2 separate regions of the Oryctolagus cuniculus genome follow, and region 1 is linked to region 2. The links are chromatin contacts, called in public Hi-C maps. All regions are on one chromosome and are shown on one strand. The core of a region is the stretch at or near the end of the contact, and the rest is flanking DNA. Distances in the headings are between cores, read along the strand shown.

What was found. Hi-C and Micro-C count contacts between places; a contact is called where the count stands out from the background.
Region 1: a Hi-C map of psoas muscle shows a contact between it and region 2, with 13 times the contacts expected there. The contact joins two enhancer-like sites. A contact is called at or near these places in 4 of 6 Hi-C or Micro-C datasets (ear pinna, psoas muscle, skin fibroblasts and 1 more).

Annotation. Positions count from the first base shown.
Region 1 is chr4:1,641,711-1,649,194 of mOryCun1.1, forward strand. SLX9 (SLX9 ribosome biogenesis factor) reads right to left here. Exons shown (of 6, transcript XM_051839988.2): 3 at 612-680. Among named protein-coding and RNA genes, the nearest start is that of SLX9, 12 kb to the right of the region's middle. Within about 2 kb of position 5,426, at least 5 of the 8 cell types and tissues checked have an H3K27ac peak or open chromatin away from gene starts, as enhancers often do.
Region 2 is chr4:1,500,765-1,507,382 of mOryCun1.1, forward strand. It overlaps ADARB1 (adenosine deaminase RNA specific B1), which reads right to left. Exons shown (of 12, transcript XR_011387666.1): 2 at 6,119-6,243. Among named protein-coding and RNA genes, the nearest start is that of ADARB1, 59 kb to the right of the region's middle. Within about 2 kb of position 4,552, at least 2 of the 8 cell types and tissues checked have an H3K27ac peak or open chromatin away from gene starts, as enhancers often do.

The sequences.
Region 1 (7,484 bases), core at 4,176-6,675, 140 kb after region 2:
ACATAAAACAGAAATATTCCAAATTAATTTCCTAATTAGTTAATGCCAAAGAATCACACTCTACAGGAGCAGTAAGAAAGAAACCACACGAACAATCCTGAAAGGAAAACCTTTAGAAACTCGCAGCGAGGATCCAGCCCTACGAGAACTCCTCTTCCAAAGCGACAGGGCAAGGGAGGCACCGGGCCTGCTGGGAGCAGTGAGGATCTGGCCTCCCACGCCAGCCGAAGGACAGGCCCCACCTAAAACCAGACCCACACAGACACGGGGCACGCTGCCGCCACTAAGCATGTCATCATGGGAGCCAAGACTTGATGTTTTACAAACAGCGAGCTCAAAGCAGCAGCTCTGGAGCCGGCCTCGGAGGCGAGAGGCCCCGGCTCTGACCAGGCCCACACGGGTGGCGTGGCCATGCTCCTGGCCACCATCCCTCTGAGTCTCAGCTGCCCCTCTGCCCTGTGGGCATCCTCCAAAGGGCTCCAAGCCCTCTCCTGGGACGTCCACCCCAGGGGCCCGCGAGCTGGCAGCAGGGCAGGGCACCCCGGTGGGACCTCCATCTGTGCAGCCCGGCGCAGGCCGGCACTGCTTCCTGGAGCTGCAACCACACTTACTCTGCAGCCAGCGCTCACGCCGCAGCCTCAGCTTCTCCTTCTTGGGCAGAACGGCCTTGACCTCAGCTCCTGTGGACAGAGAACACCCCGTGAGGAAGAGGTACAAACGACAGCAGCCTGAGACTGCGCCAACCAGCTCTGACCCTCAGCGGCTGTGCCCCCGCCCGGGCCACTGAGGCTCTGGGCTGTGCCCGCTCGCAGTGACACTGGGAAGCTGCCCCTGCACCAGTGTGCCTCCAAGGCCATGGTCTGGCCTCTGACCACCGGGCTGCCTCAAGAGCCCAGGCAGGCATTTGCCATCAAGGAGGCCTCCCCTTGCCCCGTCACACCCACCCGACAAGCCACGCAGCTGAGCAGATGCCGACAGCTCAGAGGGAATGCGGCTGGTAGAGCCTGCACCTTCTCCTGGGCGTGGGCGGGAGCTCGGGCCTGGCCCCCGTGTCTGCTCAGCTTCACGGACACATGCGGAGGCCAGAGGAAGGCCCTTCCTTGGACCCCACAGCGGGGGTTCCTGGGACATTTCCCAGGAACACACTCAGGCAGCGGACCTCCAGCCTTGCGCGGGTGTGGCTCAGGGCAGTACCCCTGGCGCCCGTGTCTCTGCCCCTCCTTCCTTTCAGGCACAGCCCACAGCCCAGGTGTTCTCGGTGTTCACGGGTGTCCTGTGCAGGGTGCGCCCGCCTCCCCTCTTAATCCAGCGCCCCAACCGGGACTAGAACCCGGTGTGCCGGCGCCGCTAGGCGGAGGATTAGCCTAGTGAGCCGCGGCGCCGGCCTGAATCTGAATTCTTTACACCTCGCCTGCCGCCCTCTCCGCCTTCATCCCTGTGGTGCTGCCGATTCTTCCAGTCCTCCTGTGGCCCTCCTCCCCGCCGTCTCCACCCTTTCCTCCCAGGCCTCCTGGGCTCACTCCCAGAGGCCACATTTCCCTCCTCGGGGAGGCGGTGGCACTGCTCGTGGGACAGTTCTCGGTCCCTCCTCCCTCTCCACCCGCCCAGGATGCCAAGGCTGCTACTGTGCGACTCCTTCTCTCCCTGTCCCCTTGCTAAGGTGAAAAAGCCTGCTTCCCGCAGAGGTGGCACGAGTGTCCCTGCCACAGCACAAGATGACCGCTCGTCCGCATAGGCTGCCCACTCTCTGAGTCTGGCTCCAAGAACACCCACTGCCCAGGGCCAGCAGAGCACTGCGTGCAGCACGCCTGCCCTGGCCTGGCCTCCCCGTACCGGGCAGCCCAGCGCAGTGCAGGGTCGTGGGGCTTTCTGGTTTCTTCTCACTCAGGGGCAGGGAAGCTGCTTGCCTCCCGGGAGCCCAGCTTCCATGGCAACAGAGGGGGCACCTGGGAGGAGCTGGGCCGAGGGAGCTTCTCTGGGCTCAGGGGACAGCAGCCTCCTGCTGTATGGGTGCCATCCACGCTCTGGCCCCAGCCGCTGACAGAGCACCCATGGTTCTCAGGGCAGAGGAACTGGGTGCTACATGGACTGGGGTCTCCCCACGCACCTGGCAGTGCCCAGGACCTGGGCTGGCCACCGCAGCTTCATTCAAAGACAAGGTATTAGGCCTGCAGGTGCAATGGCCAACCCCCAGCCCCGGAGGCAGAGGGAGGTTGGCTCTGCCGGTCAGAGGCTCCTTCCAGTTTCTAAGGCCAGTACTGCGTTCCCTCCCAGGGCCTGGGCTCGCTGCGGACACAGGAGACCAGTGGAGCGTCAGGCAGAGTAAGCCCGGCGCAGAGAACAGCTTGGGGGAGAGCCCATGCCAAACGTGGCCTCTGGTGCCCAGGAAAGAGCTGCGTGGTGCCGAGCGTCCCAGGCTGACCCCAGAGGCGGGCACGCTCAGCCCTGGCTCATGGGTCCCAGCTGCTCGGAAGGCTTTTGCACAAGTGCTGGGTAGGGAGAGAAGGGGAAGACTCAGGTTAGTCTGAATTCTAAGCAAAAAGCGGTCCACCATCTTTTCAGTGAATCCACCATCAGGATAAACCCGTGTCTTCCATCAGTGGCAGCGTATCTGAGAGCCATCCACACACCCCAGCCACACTCCCCAGCATCAGGATTTGCCACGTCTGGGTGAGGCACCCCCAAACACTGCCTGCAGTCAGGTCCAGCCACTGGTTGGCCTCTGGGGCCCCTGTCCTGTCTTACTTGGTGCTGACCTCCCCACCTGCCTGGGTCTGTCTGCGGCTTCCCTCCCTCACCAGCCTGTCCTCAGCTTACCCCGTGTGTCCCCTCTGTGGCTGAACCATGCTGCCCCCCCGTTCACAGTGCAACCCCAACCCCAGGACCTCCAACGTGACTGGTGACGGCGTCTCTTGAGAGATAAACGAGAGAAAATGAGGTCCTAGTGTGGGGAACAACTCGGACTAGACTAAGTTACTGGAATTAAGACTTATTCTATGCATCTGCTCTCCCACAATATGGCGCTGGGAGAGGAGTAAACAACTTTTACACAGCTGCCTCCAGTTAGACCAGTAACCTGCAGGAGCTGATCCTGCTCCTGATTGGAGGAGAGCAGCGTACTCGGCGTGTGGGTAGCAGAGTTGGGACTGGTGGAAGAGGACTATAAAGGAGGAGAGAGACAACATGCACCAGGAACATCTAAGGGGAACATCCGGATAACATCTGAGCAGCCCCCGAGAGAGCTGGCCGGCGGTGTGCCGCTCCCCTGTGGAAGTGGGGAAAGTGCCAGGGGGAGCCGCCCTTCCACGGAGGTGGAAGGGTCGGTAGCCAACCTGGGAAGAACCAGCAGCAAACCCGGGAAGGGCCGAGCAGACAAAAGAACAGCGCAGGGTCCTGTGTCGTTCCTCCGCGAATGGGGGAGCGACATCCTAGGAGTGGGCGTGCGAGGACCCGGCCGGCCACACCCGCAGGTGGCACTACAGCCTCTGGAGCCCCAGGCCGAGGTCCTTCGCCAGGGCCACCGTGCTGCCCACGCACGCTTCTCCCCACAACTGCCACCGACGGTGCGCTTCCAGCTGCAAGCAGGCAAAGCCACGGCCTCCAGGCCACGCCCGAGACTCCATGAGGTGACGCTGGACGATGGCGTGTGCTTCCAGGCACCAGAGGCCCAGCACCTGCGAGCAGGCGGCCTCTCCACACCGCCCACTGGACACACTCAGCAGCGCTGCTGACCCTGCAGCCGGGCCGCACATTACAGATGTGTAACCAAGCCCGGGGCAGCAGCTTGCCCAGAGTCCTGGGAACTGAGCACCACAGCACAGCTGGGCCCACAGGGCCTTAGAACTCTGGTGACGCATCCCCTCAGCCCAGGGGCCACGCACTGAGGGGTCCTGGCTTGCAGCTTTAATCCCAGAGCTAAACCACGGGCCCAGCCCTGGATGCAGCCACAGCTTCTCCGAGTGCCCAGAAAACGCACACTCGGCTGAGCCGGCACAGCAGGCCGAAGCTGGAGGTCCACCTGCCGATCTGCGCACCCAGGCCGGAAACAGCCACATGCGCCATGGCAACCTCAGGAAGCCCACTTCACACCAAGGGGAAGCTCACGGGCAGCAAAGACAGGCGGAAATCACCACAGACACAGGCCCAACTGGCGGGTCCTGCACAGGCCCACGTGGTGCCAGCTGGCACCTCAGTGACTCCCTCCCTGTGAGGACGGGCAGGAGCCAGACAGGGGACGCTGTGCACAGCCAGCACAGGCCTTCCTGCTCACTGGTGCCAAGGTAGGACATGAGGATGAGGACGGGGAGGAGAAACTGGGCCGCAGGTGTCGGGGGCAGGACCAGCGCCCTTTGCAGGGACCGGGCCTCCGGGTCCTGGGCAGACAACAGGGCAGTCTCCACGTGCTGCAGGAGCACACTGAATAAATCCAGAAACACTGGCGTCACCGCTCCGGCAGCCTCATGCCCCAGGGGAAGTCGGCCTGGCATGTGGGGAGAGGATCAGGATGAACTCACCGGGTGTGTCTCATCTTTATCTGCCCGCCCAGGCCCCTGCAGGCCCCCATGGTCATGGCAAGCAGGCATGTGTGCTGCTAACACCGTCTCTGCCTTCGGTGCGCTCCGGAAGACGGCGGCTCCGCTCCAGTGCGGTGCTCTCTCCTTGGCCCTGATTTTCCCTGGGCTAAGTGGTTTCGGTTGGGACCTACTCTCCCCAGGACATGTGCACACGACAGGCCTGTCCCAGCTGGCACAGCGGACTGTGAGGTTCAAGGAAGAAGCATCAGAAACAAGCTCTGGGGACGGAGGGGCAGTAGCCCTGCTGGACGACCCCAGGCCACAGAGGGAGCCTAACCCCTCTCCCAGTAGTCAGGACCCTGGAGCCGACCTGCTCACCTCACCCCCACCCCTTGCTCCCAACAGAAAAGGAGGGGCTGCGAACCCTCACGGGCAGCCTTGGCCGCACCCAGGCTGGGGACTGCACGGCCCAGGGCTTGGACACTGCTCCCCACACTGTGCCTGGTCCCCATTGCCTCAGGTTGGGTTGAGAACAAAACGTCCACGCAGCTGGACACTGTCCAACCCCCAGTGAGGTGCTGGGGTGGGGGTGGGGAGCGTCCTGGCTGGCGTGGGGCCCGGGCACTGTCTGAGGTGTGTGGCTCTGGCGAGGCAGATGGCGCTGGCCATGCACCGACAGGGCAGGACGGGGCTTTCTCCAGACAATCCTGGTGGCTGCCTGCAACTCTGGAGTTATTTCAAAGAAAAAGACCCTAAGACCGACGGGGACCGACCCACAGTAACCTGGACTGTGCTGGAATGAAGAAAACGCAGGGCCCTTCCTGGTCCCAGCCCCAGGGGGCTCCCAGCACGCATCTCCATGGCATCAGAGAAACAGGAAGCAAACAAGGCCATTCCCGTCAGACGCGCAGGGTCTGGAATGCCCGGAACTGCTGGCAGCAGGCCCCGCGGGCCACAGAGCGGCACGGAGGACTGCCCAGATCCCATCAGCCCCTGACGGACTGATTCAGCGCGGGGGTTCAGAGCGGGCTGTGTGTCTTGCCCGTCCCGACCCCCAGCCCCGCGGGCAGAGGGAGACACAGAGGCGCAGAACTGTGAAGGACAAGGCAGGTGCTCCCTCCCCCATGCTGAGGACGAGGTGATGTCAGCCTGGGCTGCTCTGGTTTCTAAACTCAGAGCAAGGCCTACAGCCAAGCAGGCAAGCCAAGCTGCTCGCAAGAGGCAGCCGCTCAGAGCATCGGCGTCAGGTGGGCCACGGGGCCTCTTCAGCCTCAAGCAAGGGCCGCTGTCCAGAGCCCCGGCCAACCACGGACCAGCACGGTCAGCACTGCGGCCCCAGGGCTCTGGGAGGAAAGGGGACACAGTAAGCATTTCTGATGAGTGACAGATGACAGCAGCAAGGGCCATACTCTTTCAGTGACCCCAGCCCGAGCTTCCCCACCAAAGACCCAGACTTGGCATGGGGGCAGCAATGCCAAGGCCAGGGCAGGCCCAGCCCAACCCAGAAAGCCCACAGCCCAGCCAGCAGTTTCATAAGGAGAGTAAAACTGTCTAGGACCATGGCAAAAACAAGACTTAATGGGATCAGCCATCCACCTCACAGCGGGAGGGCTGTGACCCCCCTCCCCAGGCTCTGCACCCCTCCCTTTCCACACCCCAGATCACCCGCTGCTCGGATGACTCAGTGCCCCCTCTCCAGGCCCAAGCAGTACACTCACTGCTCACAGCACTGGGGGTGAAGGGCAAGTCCCTGCTGACCTGGACCCCAAGACCCCAGGCAGCAGAGGCAATCCCAGAGGGAGGCATCGTCCCCTCCTGCCCCCAGCGCATCCCTGCAAGGTGCACCTTGTACCCAAGGCACCTGCGGCTGCCCAGAACTGCAGAGCCAGGCCGGGGCTCGAGGGAACTGCAGCTCAGGCCCCGACACTTAGGGCTGCCCCACTACTGGATGTCAGAACAGTGGTGGTGCTGAGCGGCGGGAGGACACAGCTCCCAGGGACCCCACATGAACGGTCAGGAAAGCCGGTCGCACCTGGTTCGTTCTCATTTCATAGGACGACGTGCACTGTGGCTCAGGCTCGGGCAGTGCCTGCAGGTGTCCGACTGATGTAACTCAGGTCTGAGGTGCAGCCCTCGACACGGGTCCCCTCAGCCCACCTGAAACATAGCTATGGGGCCGCCCCCACAGCCGCACGGCCAAGCAAAGCGAGAATAAGGTCCTGACTGGCTAAAAATAGAGGCAAAGGCGAAATGATAAAAGCATTAAAACACTGGAAGCGATACAAGCCACAGGAAACAGAGATTTTCCTAAAGAGAAGCTTACTACCTCTGCAGGGTGCAATGACACGAGTTCCAATGGGAAGAGCAGTCTGCAGGTGACAGAGATGACACTCCTCCCGTATAAACAGCTGTCCCAAACCCGTGAGCAAGACACCAATAGCTGGGGGAGGGCAGGAGGGCACAGGCAGGCGCCTCAGGGCGCTCACGAGGAACCCACACAAGCCAGGCACGTACACTGACACAGGTCCCACCTGGACCTTGCGACCACAGGTTGGCATGACGGGCAGCCTCTCGTGTGCTGCTCCGGGAGCTCCCACGGGGCTCTGTCTGCAGCTGGCAACGTGGCAACATCTACTGACACGATGCACGCCCACACAGACCCAGGGGACGCATGCACGCCGCCCCTGCAGCACGGCTGCATCGCACAACACGTCCACAGCAGGCTGGAAAAATGCAGCGCCCCGCACGCGTGTGCTGCTTCCGAGTGTGGAGGCAACTGGCCCACTCAGGGGCCCTGCTCTGAGGACCAAGGGCTTAGAGCCCTCGGTCTCTACAGGAGATGGAAGCCAGTGACAGGCAGAGCTCCCCAGAGTGCCACGCGAGGTAGACTCAGCTCCAGACGCTCAATCCAGCATCCGCTTGCCCTTGGCGGGAGGCTGTGTGGGGTCTCCACACCCACCCACAGCGTGC
Region 2 (6,618 bases), core at 3,302-5,801:
GCAGGGCCGCACGGTCGGGGTTTCCTTCTCTCTGCACAGTGGTCCTGAGGATTCCGTCACCCCCAGAACACGAGGGAACCAGAGGGTGGCCCACCCATGTCTCAGACCGCCAAGGTGCAGGCCACTGAGTTTTATCTCTGGGGTCGCACTGGGGGGCTCATTCTTCACTCTCAGAAGCTTAATGCCAGCACACATGCAAACTGGGGGTTCAAGCACATTTCAGAACCTTTCACATTTGATCCCAGCTTTCCTCAGACGTTTTTAGTTCTGTGAGACAGAGAACAATCCCCTGAACAGGACGCACCCCTCACCAGCTGGGAGCCCTGCTGGGTCCTCATCAAGGGCCACCTCCTCCAGGTTCTCAGCCAGGCTGCTCCCCCACAGCAGACACTCTGTGCTGACTCTGCAGGAAATGAGGTGGGGGTCCCCGGGGCCGGGAGCCCCAAGACTGGAGAGAGTGTCTGCACCTGACCCGAAGCACTGCCCACCGCCTGGAGCGGCTGGCACCGCCCGCAACGCAGTGTTGCTTCGCGAGCACACGCAGGAGCCCTTCTCCCCCGGTCTCCAGCCCCCGCTTTCAGAGTCGTAACGAACAGAGTGACAGCTGCCTGTCCAGAACCTTCCGGACTCAGAAACAAACGCCGGCACGAAGACCTCGCTTGCCCCGCACTGCGGCTTACTACGTAAGGTCAGTGAGAATCGGCCCTGCTTTCCGTGTTTTTTTTTTTTTTTTTTTTTTTTTTTTTGGACAGGCAGAGTGGACAGTGAGAGAGAGAGACAGAGAGAAAGGTCTTCCTTTGCCGTTGGTTCACCCTCCAATGGCCGCCGCGGCGGCCGGCGCACCGCGCTGATCCGATGGCAGGAGCCAGGAGCTTTTCCTGGTCTCCCATGGGGTGCAGGGCCCAAGCACCTGGGCCATCCTCCACTGCACTCCCTGGCCACAGCAGAGAGCTGGCCTGGAAGAGGGGCAACCGGGACAGAATCCAGCACCCCGACCGGGACTAGAACCCGGTGTGCTGGCGCCGCTAGGCGGAGGATTAGCCTAGTGAGCCGCGGCGCCGGCCACTTTCCGTTTTTAAAGACGTATTTACTTACGCACTTCTCTGAAAGGGAGAGTGACAGAGAGGGAGAAAGGGGAGGGAGAGACAGACAGACTGACAGATTGATTTTCCGACTTGCTGGTTCACTCCCCAGATGCACACAACAGTCAGGGTTGAGTCAGGTTGAAGCCAGGAACTCCAGGGCTCTGCCTGGGTGGCAGGGGCCATGCCTGCTGCCCTCCCACGTGCACCAGCAGGAAGCTGGACTGGAAGCAGGCTAGCAAAATGGCACTGCCGCTGTCACAAGTAGCCACTTAACCCGCTGCACCAAACAGCCCCTCGGTCTGTTCACTTGGACAGGAAGTGGAGCACCATGTGTGGAACCAACCTCCTGGCAGGTGCAGCTGCCCATAAGCAGGGGCCTCCACACTGGCCAGGAGGAGGGTCTGCTCCGGCTCTCTGCCCGACCAGCCGTCAGCAAAGTCACGTTCCATGGGCCTCAAGATACAGAAATTCATCCTCTGCTTGGCGCGTGGGCAAACCCTGGTGGGGACACGCTTCATCTCCAGACGGACACGACAGGGCTCGGGCAAACAGCCTGCAGGCTCGGCTCTGGCCCCACAGACCCTTCCCGGCGCTGAGCCTCGCTCTCGGCCAGGCCGTATTTTGCTCCCGTGACCTTCTGCCATAGCTGCGCTCAGGGGCTCCTCTAGTCAAAAAGGGGAGAACACATCAAGGTTTCGGGCCAACGTGTAAGGATCCAGAATGCAGCACAGCAGCAATGCTCACGCGACCCAAAAGGCCATCGCGGTGCCGGGACTGGTCACCTGCCAACCTCCACACGGGCAATGCCACACCGCTGAGGTGCCTGGCAGCTCACCTGCCAGGACCCCCCCGCCCTGCTCCCCCACCCAGGGCAGCACAGGACAGCGGGGGCCTCCACTGCCCCGTGCCCGGGCAGGCGTGGGGCACAGTGAGGAAGCCGCCTGGCATGCCCACACCCCACCCAGGAGCGCCTGGGTTTGAGTCTCAGCTCGTGCTGAAATCCCGCTTCCTGCTAACACAGACTGACGGCCTTGGCCACGACTCACGTGGCTGGTCCCCGCAGCACGTGGGACACTGGGACTGTTCCTGGCAGCCAGGTCATCCCGGCCACAACTCTAGGACCTTGTGCGACAGCAGGACCACCCTGGCAACAGAAGGCCACGCAGCATGGCTGAAGCCGGGCCTGACTGGTTCACACAGAAGCTGGGTAGGGGTCGCCACTGTGGTGCAGCAGAGAAAGCCACCGCCTGTAACGCTGGTATCCCACATGGTGCCAGTTAGTGCCCTGGTTGTCCACTTCCGGTCCAGCTCTCTGCTGATGCACCTGGGAAAGCAGCAGAAGATGGCCCAAGTGCTCGGGCCTTTGAACCCACATGGGAGACCTGGAAGAAGCTCCTGGCTCCTGGCTTAGGCCTGGACCAGCCCCAGCCATTGTGGCCATTTGCAGAATGAACCAGCAGATGGATGATCTGTCTCTCTCTGTAACCCTGACTTTCAAATAAATAAATAAATCTTAAAAGACAAAAAAGCACCGTGTGTCTGTCCATGCCTTAATCACACACCGAATGCTCAAGCAACGTTAACTCTCATTGCACATGCAGGGCAGAGCAGCCAGCGTAGCTGAGCACTGACCTACGGGGCACTCGGTGCTGCACTGCACGCCAGTGGTTGTGGGGAAGGCAGCAGCGCCTGCTGTATACACAGTGATGCAAGTGGGGGTGTGTGCACCCTTCACGCTACAATGTGCCATGATAATGCTCTCAAAATCATACAGCTTAATTACGTCAGCTGACATGTTCTATGAACTTCCTTTTAGAATTAAAAAGGGGAACGAATGAGCACTTGTTACAGAAGGAACACTGGCGGCAGAGGCAGCGAGGATGCTCACAAACCGCGTCCGAGTTTCTGCACGAGACCACCTTCCTCAGCCCCTCCCAACCTCTGAGCAGGCACCGTCTGCGGGAACTCAACAGGGTGGCACTCCCCCCACCACCTCAGAAGACCCCCGTGCGCTCAGGCAACCCCACCAGCCTCTCAGAAGACCCCTGCATGCTCAGGTGACCCCGACCTCCCCCCTCAGAAGACCCCCATGTGCTCAGGAGGCCCCTGACCTCCCCCCTCAGAAGACCCCCGTGTACTCAGATGACCCCTGACCTCGCTTCAGAAGACCCCCGTGTGCTCAGGCGACCCCCGACCTCTCCCCTCAGAAGACCCCCATGTGCTCAGGCGACCCCTGACCTCCCCCCTCAGAAGACCCCCGTGCGCTCAGGCAACCCCGACCAGCCCCCTCAGAAGACCCCGGCATGCTCAGGTGACCCCGACCAACCCCCTCAGAAGACCCCCGTGTACTCAGGCGACCGCTGACCTCCCCCTCTCAGAAGACCCCTGTGTGCTCGGGCAACCTCTGACCTACTCACCTCAGAAGACCCCTGGTGTGCTCAGGCGACCCCCGACCTCCCCCCTCAGAAGACCCCCGTGTGCTCAGGCGACCCCTGACCTCCCCCCTCAGAAGACCCCCGTGTACTCAGGCGACCCCTGACCTCACCTCAGAAGACCCCCGTGTGCTCAGGCGACCCCTGACCTCCCCCCTCAGAAGACCCCCGTGTGCTCAGGCAGCCCCTGACCTCCCCCCTCAGAAGACCCCCGTGTACTCAGGCGACCCCTGACCTCGCCTCAGAAGACCCCCGTGTGCTCAGGCGACCCCTGACCTCCCCCCTCAGAAGACCCCTGTGTACTCGAGCGACCCCTGACCTCCCCCCTCAGAAGACCCCCGTGTGCTCGGGTGGCCCCAACCTCCCCCCTCAGAAGACCCCCGTGTGCTCAGGCGGCCCCCGACCTCCCCATCTCGCATGCTCAGGGTGACCCCAATATCTATCCTCAGAAGACCCCCGTGTGTTAAGACGAGGGGGAGGCAGTGGCATAAGCAGGATTCTGCCTGAAACTGAAAACCAAGCCCCCCAGCGGGGGTCAGGGCCCAGAGGGCCCCTGGAGAGAGCCTCCCTCTGGCGCCGAGGAGGTGACAAGCAGGGCTTCCAGGAAGGGACATGTTGTAGTTACTACTCTACATCTATTCCTGTTTCATTCCACACCAGCCGGAAAAGGAGAGAGCAACACCTCACACTCTGCTGCCAGAACTAGTTCTCGTCTTCGGGAAGCACAGAAACACAAAGTCCTGGTGGCAGCCACTTATTAACAGGAGGGGCCTGCTCCACGCTGCTGCGATGTTTTATAGCTCCCAGTGCTTTCTCGGCACACACACCAGCCAGCTCCTTCTGGCCTGTGACTTGCTCTATGCCTTTAAGAACAATTTATTTGTGCAAAGGATTATAAATAATTCATTCCTCCAGTGCGTGCTTACATTGTATAAAAATACTTGCCTTTCACTACACAGCATAATTAATGCAGTGCTTTAGCTCCACGGCATGTTAAAAATAGGCAGCCATAAATTACACCTAACTTAGCAATACGAAACCCCACGTCTCTCTCCGCCTCGCTCCACGCTGGCATTCTCACTGTCTTCCAAGAAACTGGTTACAGAGGAACTGATTTCATGTCACTGATCGAACTGAGAGAAAGGCTGTGGGAGCAAATGAAATGCCACCCCACAGGGCAGCCACGGAGAGAGTAACCCTCACCCCACAGGGCACAGCTATGGAGAGTAGCCCTGACCCCACACGGCAGCCACAGAGTAACCCTGACCCCACAGGGCACAGCCATGGAGAGAGTAACCCTGACCCCACAGGGCAGCCATGGAGAGAGTAGCCCTGACCCCACAGGGCACAGCCATGGAGAGAGTAACCCTGACCTCACAGGGCACAGCCATGGAGAGAGTAGCCCTGACCCCACAGGGCAGCCACAGAGAGAGTAACCCTCACCACACAGGGCACAGCCATGGAGAGAGTAACCCTGACCCCACAGGGCACAGCCATGGAGAGAGTAACCCTGACCCTACAGCACAGCCACAGAGAGAGTAACCCTCACCCCACAGGACAACATGGAGAGTAACCCTCACCCCACAGGACAGCCATGGAGAGAGTAGCCCTGACATTGGCCTGCCCATTCTCTGCTCGTACTCCAGCGGTCAGATATGGCCACATCCCCAGTCCCCAAACACAGCAAACCCCAGCCGCCGCCTCCATCCACACTCACTCCCTGGTGACCTCTGTGGTCCCAACGGCTCCAGGTGCTGCCCCGCGTCAACAGAACACAGGAGCACGCCGGCATCCCCTGGCCACGGCCCGCTGGAGGCCACTTCCTTCTTCCTCTCCCCTGGTCTGAACCCACGAGACAAACTTCAGCGTGAACCCTCTCAAGTCAGTCAATCCACAGAAGCCACATGAAACCCTCACACATCCCACTCGCTTCCTGGGACCCCAGCATTTGTCTCTGGGTGAGTGTCTGTCACTGCGCCTAAGACGCTGCTTGGGACACAGGCATCCCTCATTGGAGTGTCTGGGCTGGGGTCCCGGCTCCACTCCTGACCCCAGCCTCCTGTGGGGGCACACCCGCAGGCAGCAGGTAATCGCCAAGTACCTGGGTCCCAGCCACCCACGTGGGCAACCAGGGCCAAGTTCCTGGATCTCAGCTTTGCCCTGGTCTAGGCCCAGTTGTGGACATTTGGGGAGTAAAGCAGTCAGGATATCTCTCCTTCAAATACATGAATTGATAGATGAATAAGTAAATGAATAAATTTAACAAACACGCATTTTCCTCTCAAAAGAGGAAGTCGGCTCACGTCGCAGTCACCAAACCCAGAGTACTGAAGGAACTTTCTTTTAATCACTCAAACAAAATAATAATTGCCAGCAAAGGCTTTGAACAGGTCTGGCCTGGCGCCCGGCACAAAGCATGGACACAATCCCTGGTGCCCAGAACCACAGCCAGGCTGGGGGCGCCCGTGGACGGCCCAAGCCACTGCAAGCTGGAGATGGACTACCAGCTCCCGGGGCCCGTGCTCATCAGCCAGAGGCTCACACCCGAGAGGAGCGGGCCAGAGCCGCCAGTCCCAGCAGGGTCTACAGGTCGTCACTTACCTGGCCCTTTGCTTAGTTTTTATTTTGGTTCTGGTCCCCAGGCAATGCTTCCTTCAACACGAGCGGCCGGAGACAAAGTCCCAGCAGGACCGAAGCTGGGTGGTGCCCACTCCAACGCCGTCACTCTGTAACAAAGACCCTGTTACTCCGTGCTCCATCAGAGGTTTTGAGCTCTTTAACAATACACACCCTTAATTAAACTGCTAGTCATGTAGGTGGACTTTAATGACACAATGTTTAGAGCTAAAATATACATTATACTGGTTCCATTTTTTAAAAATATGTTTTAACAAAACTCTTAGGAGTTCTTTGAAGCAATGCAGATATTGCAATAATTGTGGATTTTATAATAATGTCACTCTGCAAGTAGAAAAACAAATTCTTTAAAATAAAAAAAAAAAAGAGTTCTTCCTGGGACTGGCACTGTGGCACAGCAGGTCAAGTCACTGCCTATGATGCCGGCATTCCACATGAGTGCAGGTTCAAGTCCTGGCTGCTCT